Regions from separate parts of the Anas platyrhynchos genome. Here region 1 is linked to region 2. A link is a contact called in public Hi-C data. All regions are on one chromosome and are shown on one strand. The core of a region is the stretch at or near the end of the contact, and the rest is flanking DNA. Distances in the headings are between cores, read along the strand shown.

Region 1 (4,830 bases), core at 531-3,030, 47 kb after region 2:
TTGAGGCCATTTCCCCTGAACCTATACTAGTTTGAATCAAAAAGAAGCAAAGTAAACATCATCTGCATGGCCCAAACCATAGCACACCTGTCAACAAACAAAACCAGAATGCAGCTGTAGCTTATTTTTAACAAAGTTCAGAAGAAAGAAGTGATGCAGGTCACCGTGACTGCATCCAACAGGACTCAAAACTCTTCCTGCTTTTCTGAACAGGCTGCAAAACAACTAGGCTACAAAAACAGGTCCCACCCCCCCCCCCTTCTCTGAGGCTGAGCGAAGTGTCAAAAACATGGGTGGAGCACGCCCTCAATCCCACCTCACTTTCAAACCAGTGGCGCAATTACTTTTCTGGAGGGTAGAAGATAGTAATCCCAATCCTCCCTCCTCTTGTTGATTGACTTCGACACAATAACCTAACAAGTCACGTTTTTTTTTAAGCACAAGGGCCGTATTTTGGAAGGCGGTCAGCAGAGAACCAGGTCCCCAGAAGCAGCAGCTACCCCTCTGCCCCACAAAAGGAGGGAGCAGCAGCCACCGGTGTCGTTTCTCACTCATGACCTGCCAGTGGCTCCCAGCCCCACGTGCAGGTGTTTTGGGCACCTCCTCTGACCAGGCACCCGGCCCTGTGCATCCACCTGCCCCCAGGGGCAGGCGCTGTGATACCTGATGTGGGGACAGGCGCAGCACCTCACCTTCCCAGCTCAAGAGCTGTGGAGCTGGGCACCTTACCTGGCACCACAAACAGCTGAAACACTGGAGGGTGCAGTTAGTGCTCCACCACAGCTTTCTTACTCGGTGAGCACCTGCCTTGGCTGTTGACTCGAGACAGAAACCTTAAGCTGGGGGGAGCAAGGAGGGAATGGGCTCTTCTCCTCCTGCTTCAGGTTCAGCTTGCCCCAGAGTTGAGGAAGATGATTTCCAAAGCTGCTTTAAAGGTCTGTAGCCAGTCTGTGCTGCAAGTTTCCTAGAAGGCTAACACCTCAGCAGGGCGATTGCACTGGGACGCCTTTTTTACTATGAAGAAACAAAAACACGAGGCAACGCTGGCTATTTCAGCGCTCCTTTTTAACGCTTTGAGCTGTGTCCTAAACGAACCAACTTCGTTACGATTTCCTATGACAGATGAGCCGCTGTAAAAGCCAGAAGCACACACCCCGAGCCGGGAGCAGCACCGGGAAGCACCCCCCCTCCTCACCTGTCTTGAAGGCCATCTGCCGGTCCTCGCTGCCGCCGAAGTGCTGGAGCATGGAGACGAAGAGGACGCCGCACGAGTTCTGGATGCCGAAGACGGCGCCGTTGCACCACATGGCAGCCAGCATCACCACCCAGCCCCAGCCGCCCTCGGGGGGCTCGGCGGGACCGGCACCGGCACCGGGACCGGGACCCTCCCCAGCTCCCGCCGCCGCCGCCTCCTCACGGGGCAGGGGCTGGGGCTGGGGCACGGCCCCGCCGCCCCCTTCCGCCCCCGCCGGGCCCCTCTCGCCGCCGTTCTCCTGCCGCAGCCCCGCCGGGGGGGCGCCCGCGGGACCCCCCTCGCCCTGCGGCGCCGGCTGCTCGCTCACCGGCGCCATCCTCAGCCGCCTTCCTCCTCCTCCTCCTCCTCCTCCTCCTCCTCCTCCTCCTCCTCCTCCTCACAGCCTCACCCCCTGGCTGGCCGCGGGCATCCCGCAGCGCGCCCCCGGCGCTGAAGGAGCTGGGCGGGCGTGCGCGCCCCCGAGCCACGCGCGCGCACACACACGCGCGCCCCCGCCGCCGCCGCCGCTTCAATTTAAAAGGGGGGAGCCCCCGGGGGGGCGGCAGCGGCGCGAGGGCTTCTCCCCGCCGCTGATTGGCTGGCGGCCGGGAGGCGGGAAGGGGGGCGGGGGGCGGGGGGGGGGGGCGCGGCTTCGCCTCCCTTCCCTTGTCCCGTCCTCCGGTCCCCCCACCCCCCCGCCCCGCCGGTGATAAGCGCTCGTGGCGGGGCCGTTAACGGCCGTTAACGGCCGCCTCCCAGCCTCACGCCCCCCACCCCGCCCTGTAACCGGGTGGAGGAGGGAGTTAAACGCGCCCCCCCCCCACACCCCCCAGGCTCGAACCGAGCCGGTTCCCCCCCTGCGGGTGTCCTCCTGCAAAGAGGTGCAGAAAGTCTAAAAAAAAAAAAAAAAAAAACCTTTCTCTGCTGTTTAGTATGTTTAGTAGCGATAATAATGTTTAAAAAGGCAAAAAGCACCCCAAAAGGCTCACCCCAGCCACCACCCCCCCCCACACACACACGTGGACGTTAACGGCCGTTGCGGCTCCCGCTCCCCTCACGGCGCTGAGGGAGCGGCGGCTCCCCCGGACAGCTCCGCCGTGGTGGGACTTTCTCCCCGGGTTTCCTCTTTTTCTTTCTTTCTTTTTTTTTTTTTTTTTTTTTTTTTTTAAGAAAGGAAGAGAAAACCCCACGCTTGCACTCTTCGTGAAACGCTTCCCGCTTTTCGCGGAGGCACCAACGCTTCCTCTCGCCCTCTGCTCCCCACAGCCAACGACCGGGGAAAGCTGAGGGCAGGGGTGTTAATATGGCAAGAGTTTTGACCACTGATCTCGCTCCCAAACTCACCACAAATCCTCCTGGGTGTGTGGCTGGCAGCCACGCATGTCCCAGACTGTTGGGGCCTGCTGAGGAAGAGGAGCTTCTTGAAGGAAAATCACCAAATCAGCCCCCAAACCCATCGTCCTTCACCCATGGCACCTGGAGGGTTCCCCATCAGGACCAGGGCAAATATTCACCACACCATTCAACACACTTGCTGCCCACTTAATTATCTTCCTTTTTTTTTGTCCCTGTACCTCCTTCTCCCTCCTACCTACCCATGGCCACAAGGGGAAATAATACTTATTCCGCAATAAAGCACCGTGCCTTGCTTTGCACAAATTACTCACTCACTTTCCACATGAAATTTAGGAGCTAAAGAAAGAAAAACACACGGGCATGTAGTGGAATCCCAAGCAACAATGCACACCAAAAAGGTGTCGGATCTACGAATGCTTGGCCTTGGGAATCAAGCAACCTTTGATTTTTTACATCTACATGTCTAGTGGCCTCCAAACTGTTTTAACATAAATTAAAAAAAAATACACATGATAAAAATGAAATACATTGTATAGATGCACCGATCTTGCCGCATACTCCATTTGTCTTGCTAACCATGCCGGTCTAGGCTAAATCTAAACACATTGAACACACACATATTATAACAACAGTAGAATGTGGAACAAATAAATACCCCTAACAAAACATAGTACAGTTGTATCAATTACATAATAATTGTCAAAACAAATACAACTTTTGGCCAACCACTGGAAAACACATCTGTTCCCTCCAAGGAACGAGTTTTAATGCCTGTGAAAAACCCCAAACCTATCGTTAGCTTAAGTATGTCCAGAATAGTTCGTAAGCAGTTTAACACGCAGAAGTTAACACTTAACATTCTTCAGTGACTCCTTGTCCAAAGGTTGCTCTCCAAATCTTGCTGAGTGCTCTTACAGTAAGTCTGGCTTCACCCAGCACGATATAACTGTTTGGAGCGGTTCAGAGAGAGCAAACCTTCTTTAGAAACCAGATTCAATCTTCATTATGTTTGCCAGCAATGATTAACTGAATTAAACTTTTGATTGCACTGAAATAAACAAGGGCGAAATCCGAGACTGGATCTTACTGTGGCTAATCGGGAGGGTCCCGCTTCTACAGGCACTGCACTGTTTTTCTAACTTTCAGCTAGACTCCTCGGATCACTTCAGCTACCTTCCTGAATGGGGCCCCGTGACCTATATGATATATAGTCAAACTAGCACGAGGCAAGAACCACTTTTTTTTTTTTTTTTTTTTTTTTTTTCCTGTTTTGGACAGTGCTCAGTTAAGCATAAGACTAATTCCTTCTCCATATGTTTTTCAATATAATACTTATGTGTTGCAGTTTCATTTCCCTGTTTTCCCATAAACACTGTCAATTAATCCTCCCACTTTTTTTTAAAAAAACACATCCTTTATTTTTAAAACCATTGTGAACATATTGTGTGCAACTTCTGCTTCAGGACATTTTTATAATAGATTCTGTTTTACAGTTGTTAAGTGCTGCTTTCCCCCGGAGTAGTATGAAATGACTATTTTCACTTTCTCCTCACATTGTTGGGAATGTAGACTCGCAAAATCTGGTTCTCCAACACATATGATTTTTATAAATTTGATGGATATACTTATTTTGCATGTTCCTTCAGTACTCTCTGTCTTATTGAGCTATAGCTATTTATATTAAGTCAGAAAAAAAAATGGTTTATATTATCAAAAAATAGGGCAGGTGGGGCTTTCCTTTACATGGTCTCTCTAGAAGTCTTAAGTAGATATCTACGGAAATTTAGTACCACTTTGCTCTTTGGTACACTATGCTCCTGTCAAAAACTCAGTCTCTTCCCTTTCAAGACAGGTCTCTTGAGATCCCAGCTATTTCCCTCATAGTTCCCAAGAACAATGAAGAGTCACCCTTCGTAATTAGATAATTTTCAATCCCCAGCTTCCATAGAAAATGTACTTTGCAAACAGAACACGGGCAGGTTTCACTTCAGTTTGATTCCTAAAGTTTCTCTATCCCAAATATGCACAATAAAAGCATTGGATTTCAAATCTTGCTATCAAGGAGTTTTTTTTAAAAAAAAAAAAAAAGCGATTTGAAAGAAAAAAAATAAAGATGAAGGAAAAAGATTAGCTCTGGAAATATACCTGAAAGAAACCCTGCACAATCACAAGATAAATAGTCAGAAAAAGAAGGGGAGAAAGAACGACAAAAAATGACAGAGGATTACCATAAAAATAGC
Region 2 (5,311 bases), core at 1,611-4,110:
CAGGCTGACTTCCTTAGTCCACACAACAATATATTAGGTCTGTTAAGACTAGACTCTTGAAACCATAGGATTCAGGTGAGTGAAATCAAACCACATTCTCAAGCCTTCATTCAGCTGCCACATAACTTTGCGGGCATCCACAACACTTCAGTATTTAAGATCTGCTTGTGGACATGCTCATCATCACCTCAGTTTTGACAGAGCTGAGTGAAGTACCTGTCTCATTCTACTGGGAGACACAGGGGAAAACAAACCACATCTCTCAGTAGCCTTGATTCTAGATGGAGGTGCCAAATAACACTGACAAATATCTACCAGATCAGGGCCCAGCAAAATTCAATCCAGTAGTTGTATTTTCCTTTAAAACGCAATAAAAAGATATGATAGTGATAGAATCCTCTTACAGAGATACGGCCCTCACTCAGGGTATAGACATTTGTGTAGTTTTCTTTCCAGCCTGAAGCAAACTAAAACCATGCCTCCCCTTTCCTAGGAAATACTCTACTCTGTAGTAAGACTTAAATTTTAACTCAATCAGCAGGAAAGAACCTGGAAAATAGATCATGACTTCACTAGCAGCAACCAAATGGAAACAGCTAGGTTTCAAGATTTCCTCAAAGGAAAGCACAAAATACGTGAAAAGAAATTCACAAGTCTGAACAAAAACTAAGGAGCAAAGAGGGTTTCCAGGCAGCTCTTCCTGGAGCAGAAACTGGACGCAAAAGCTAGTCTGCATGAGTGAAGGAAGGTTCTTCACTTAATTTTGATGAATAGGTTTCTTGACTCTGGATGAGAATAGTACAAAAAAAGCCAGTTTTGATCCCAGGTTTCTGGGCACCTATGGAGCAGAAAGAGTTTAATTCAGGCTATGATGCTTCAAGCACCCAAAAAGACAGGAAGCTGAGTACCATTAGAATTAGCATTAAATATATATTTATTTATTTTATTATTCTCTGACTTAACTATATCCTGTCTGATACTAGAATAGTTTGTATTATCCAAAATTATATTAATTAGAGACTATTAGAGACTGATATAAAGAAAATTATAATGTAATTCAGACCTCTCAATCTGCTAGCATAGCACAGGCCAGAAGTTTGCTCAATGCTTCATTCTTATCCTTCAAAGTCTTATATATACCGAATAATAATATCTGAATATACTGATATACAGATATTATTATATCAATAATATCTGAATATACTGCTACCTAATGTATTTTATTGCAGTGAACTGTCATTTACTCTCATGTCTGGGAGGGGAGGGAAATACATGCATTTCACTTACTCTTTTCAGTTTCTGTTCTTTCTGTACTTACAATTTTTACTCTTCTCCAATACATACTTGGAAAACAGCTTAAACATGTTTTCATATAAAGTAGGATTTTTTTTTATTATTATTTTATTTTCACTCCCACCACCTTCCAGTGTCAAAAGTAGATAATAAAAACTAAAAAGTAGTGAAGAATAAATACTGCCAGATCAACGTTGAGAAATACTGAGAAAGAAAAGAGGTGCACAGGATAATTACAGAAGTGGGTAAAGGGGGAAAATTTCACTAACCTGGGCAGTCAAACTGCAGCAGATGTTGAGATCTGAAGGGAGATAAATGCAAAGATTAGCAAAGCAAGTAAAGCATGGGGAGCCACTGAAGATTTGAGGTCTCAGAAATATCCTCCTTAATTACACTGGACCCTTACAAAACCAGTGCCTTGCTTTTTTTTTTTTTTTTTTTTTGGGGGGGGGGGGGGGGGACAGAAATATGGTAGATAAAGTGGATGAGAAAGGTAATAAAATCAACAGGTATACCTACAGCTTTATCTTCAGATTTCCTAGAGTATGGAGAAATATCCATTTGACACAGTTACCTGTTAGTACATCATTTAAAAGATACTATCCTATCTTTACAAAACGTACTAACGATGATTTCTGGGAAATGAATGATGTAGTAGCCTTCAGGCAAATGAATGATGGAGGAGATATGAAAAAATGAATGGGTTTCTTGAACAGCAACCAATGAAAGCAAGTGAACATGGTGATGGAGGGTGATTTTTTTTTCAATTTTTAGAATTAAAATCCAGATGTACCAATCAGATATTAAACACTTTTTACACTTTTTTTTTTTAGCAGCAAACTAGTGACATAATATGAGTGGTTCCCAAAACAGAGACAATATTTACCTTACAAGAACTGAATTTCTTCAGGATGTGCTATGTGTACACGCTTTACTCTGGATGTGCATGCATTTTAAATGTTTAACTTGAGAGCTTTATGGTTACTAGGGTCCATATATCATACGTTGTACTTTTCATCATTCTTTGCACTCAGACATACAGGACAGCATCTATAGCTGTGTTGCAATTTGTCTCCAGTAGGGAATTCAGGGCACGGGACTTCAGGGGAGGGAAGAGAGGTGCAGGATTAGGACTGTGCACACAAAAGTGTCATTGTGAGCAATGGCTTGGGTCCTGTGAGCAGTGCATCAACTAGTGCAGCGAGAGTTAGCCTGGCCACCCTCTAGCCTGTGTGGATAGAGCAGCTCAGATCTGCCTGGAGAATGTTGGTGGTCATTACCCAGTGTGTATTTTCCAGTATAATTCTTTTTAAGGGACCAAAGCTTTTGCCAGGGGGAGGTGCAGTTTATAGGTGGAAAATAGCCGTCTTTCTGAATGGGCAGAATAGAGAGACTGTATAGTCCCGAATAAATAAGGCCTTTCACAAACCGAATACACACAAGCGAATACAGTTTTCAAAATACATAGCAAGAACTTTGAGTAAGTTCCTAGGAAAACTGAGTACAGAGGATCTCATGAGAGCCTGGCTTTTTGCTCCTGAGTTGCTTGCACAGGAAGATGGTTTGTACTGGCAAGTGTTCCACGAGGCAAAGGTTCAAGCATGCATGGGGACTAGATTGAATTCGCACAGCAGAAACAGATCGCTTACTAGCATGAACAAGGCAAATCACTGCTACACAGCTGAGAAAGAGGTAGAGACAAGAAGTCAAAGTAGTTGGCTGGTAAAGAATAGGGCTGACGGACAGATCATGTTGGTGCAATTTAAGAAGGTAGTCCAATTGGGGAAAAAAAAAAAAAAAAAAAAAAAAAAGTTGAATCACAGGAAAGCAAGGATCTTGCCCTCAGGGAGGAAAAAAAAAAAAAGAAAAAAATCAAATCTGCTTAGCAACAAAAATCTGCATCATCTATGATCCATATCAGCAAGCTCCCCTCTTCACTATGTTCTTTCTAAAGTGGAAAAAAAAAAAAAAAAGACTTTTCTTTACTACAGAGCCAGAACTAAATGGATGTCGTAGCAGAAGATGGAAACTATAGAGCAGAAGACAGCACTATCTTTTTGCAGACAGACTACATACGTGGGTGTAGCAGCTAGATCCAGCAACTTCAAAGTAACAAACTGAGAAGATCTGGAGACAGACTAAGCCACACAGCGCAGATAACTAAGCCTACTGGAGCTGTCTGATTTTGTGATGCATCCTGGAAGGTGAATGAGTTTGTTTGTATGCATAAACAAGTTCTTATGACTAACAAAGTACTTCACAGAGACTCCAACCATCCCCATACCCCTCTACATAATAAAAAAAAGCAGCCCTCATTAGGATGGTGAAGATTTTGCACTCAGATTAGCTTCCTCCTGAGAAGCAGACTGCCTAAATCATTTCATTTGTTGTTGTTTTTCTATGACAGCAAAAATAAAAAACCATTTTGAGTGTAGGTGCCAGTCATCTGCTCTGATGAGGTACTACTGAAACAACTTAATTGCTTTAAAGCAGTGAATTCCCTACACAGGGGGAAGGACTATGACCTTTCTCTCTGATCATAAAAAACACAATTTCAGTATTGCCCATAACAATCTTTAAGCCCAGAGATTATCTCCGAGAATGGATTCTTACATTCTCAAAACAGTTCACACTTTGTGCACGCTGTATCCGTCACTAAAACCAGTGAGCTTCTTCCCCCCGTGCACTGCTCACCAGCGCTTCTGCCCTGCGTGTCAGCAGAAAGTCCCTCGCAGAGGGGCTTTTTCCTGCTGACATTTCCTCTCTTCCAGGAGATTTCCTACTGTCGAAGGTATCGGAAGGACGGCTGAAGCAGCACGGGAAAAGGAAAGAGAAGAGATGACTAGGCACACCGGGTGGGCAATGCTGACTCAAAGCCTCCAACTGGGCCAAGGGCCTGCGCAGGATAACACGGCCAGTCACTTAATCCCTGTCACAGCTGCCTGTGGCTGAGCAGAGCAGGGGTGACTGGCCTGGGAGGAATGCATAACATAACTGGCTCTTCTTCCCAGCTGTTCCCAAGCTCTATAAAAAGAGAAGAAGGCTGAACCGACGATCTTCACGCAGCATACGCATCGAACCTCTCAACTTTTCCAAGCCCCGTGTTCCTGGTTTATGTACGGAAAAGCACAGCAACACAGAGGACATACATATATATACTGTGGGATATTTTTATTCCACGGTGAGAAGCAGGGTCTCTCTTTCTACAGTGATCACAGCTCCACAAGCTGGTGCCCGCTGCTGGCAGCCTGGCCTGTTTAGACACTAATCCTTCACCACATCGTTGCAGTTTCCCCAAGAATCTGAACAGCAGTTTACCAGCAGAGGCAGCCAAGCACATTTTGAAACAGCGCAAAATGCCAGCAGAACCCAGGTCTGTACCTAATGGCAGCGCTGGGGCTGCTGTATCTTTTTGAGAACACTTTTCATCAGGCCAGCTGCTTTGAAGCCTCTTTAATTCTTAATTTGTGAGGCATTTTTTCTTACAATACAGTTGATGAAAATCTTAGAGCAAAGTCCAAGGAGATGCTTTGTTTCTCAGTGGCAGTTTCTAGAACCTGAGGCAACATCCACCTGCTTATTCCAGGAGCTGTGGCTGCGCTCTCGCTTCCCTGCTCTTTGAAGGTCCAGCTCAACCTATTCCTGCTTTGTGCAGATTCATAAAAGCAAAGAAACACTGAATCTGTGGCATCTATGTATGGAAGGGCATAAATCCATTATTTAAATCCGGATCCCAAAACAGATTTTTCCAAAGAATTTGTTGGAAAAAACAGCCAGGAACACACCACATCCAAGACCTTCAATCCGAAGCACACAGACACAGAACACATGCATTCCATAACCAAAAATCTCTACATACACAAGTATGCACCTATGGAACATGAATGTGGATAAACATCAGAAGAAAAAGTCAGATTTACACAGCAAATAAAGAAATAGGAAGTAAAGTGGGGTGAGAAATACTGGGCTGTTTCCTGAGCTATGAAACTAAAGTCAGTGTTTCACTCTTATGTTAACT

The links. A called contact is a pair of places that touch in the nucleus more often than the background predicts.
Region 1: a contact with region 2 is called in a Hi-C map of subcutaneous adipose tissue, with 2.3 times the contacts expected there. The contact joins the promoter of SLC16A10 here to the enhancer-like site in region 2. A contact is called at or near these places in 7 of 8 Hi-C or Micro-C datasets (F1 follicle, F5 follicle, liver and 3 more).

The regions. Positions count from the first base shown.
Region 1 is chr3:72,485,023-72,489,852 of IASCAAS_PekinDuck_T2T, forward strand. SLC16A10 (solute carrier family 16 member 10) reads right to left here and starts at 1,781. Exons shown (of 6, transcript XM_027454698.3): 1 at 1,196-1,781. The coding sequence starts at 1,571. LOC140002211 (a long non-coding RNA gene) reads right to left here and starts at 225. Exons shown (of 3, transcript XR_011808416.1): 1 at 1-225.
Region 2 is chr3:72,437,106-72,442,416 of IASCAAS_PekinDuck_T2T, forward strand. The region is part of intron 3 of SLC16A10 (solute carrier family 16 member 10); the gene reads right to left. Among named protein-coding and RNA genes, the nearest start is that of MFSD4B, 23 kb to the left of the region's middle. Within about 2 kb of position 2,861, at least 4 of the 8 cell types and tissues checked have an H3K27ac peak or open chromatin away from gene starts, as enhancers often do. A contact at or near this core is called in small yellow follicle and subcutaneous adipose tissue, where this site is marked.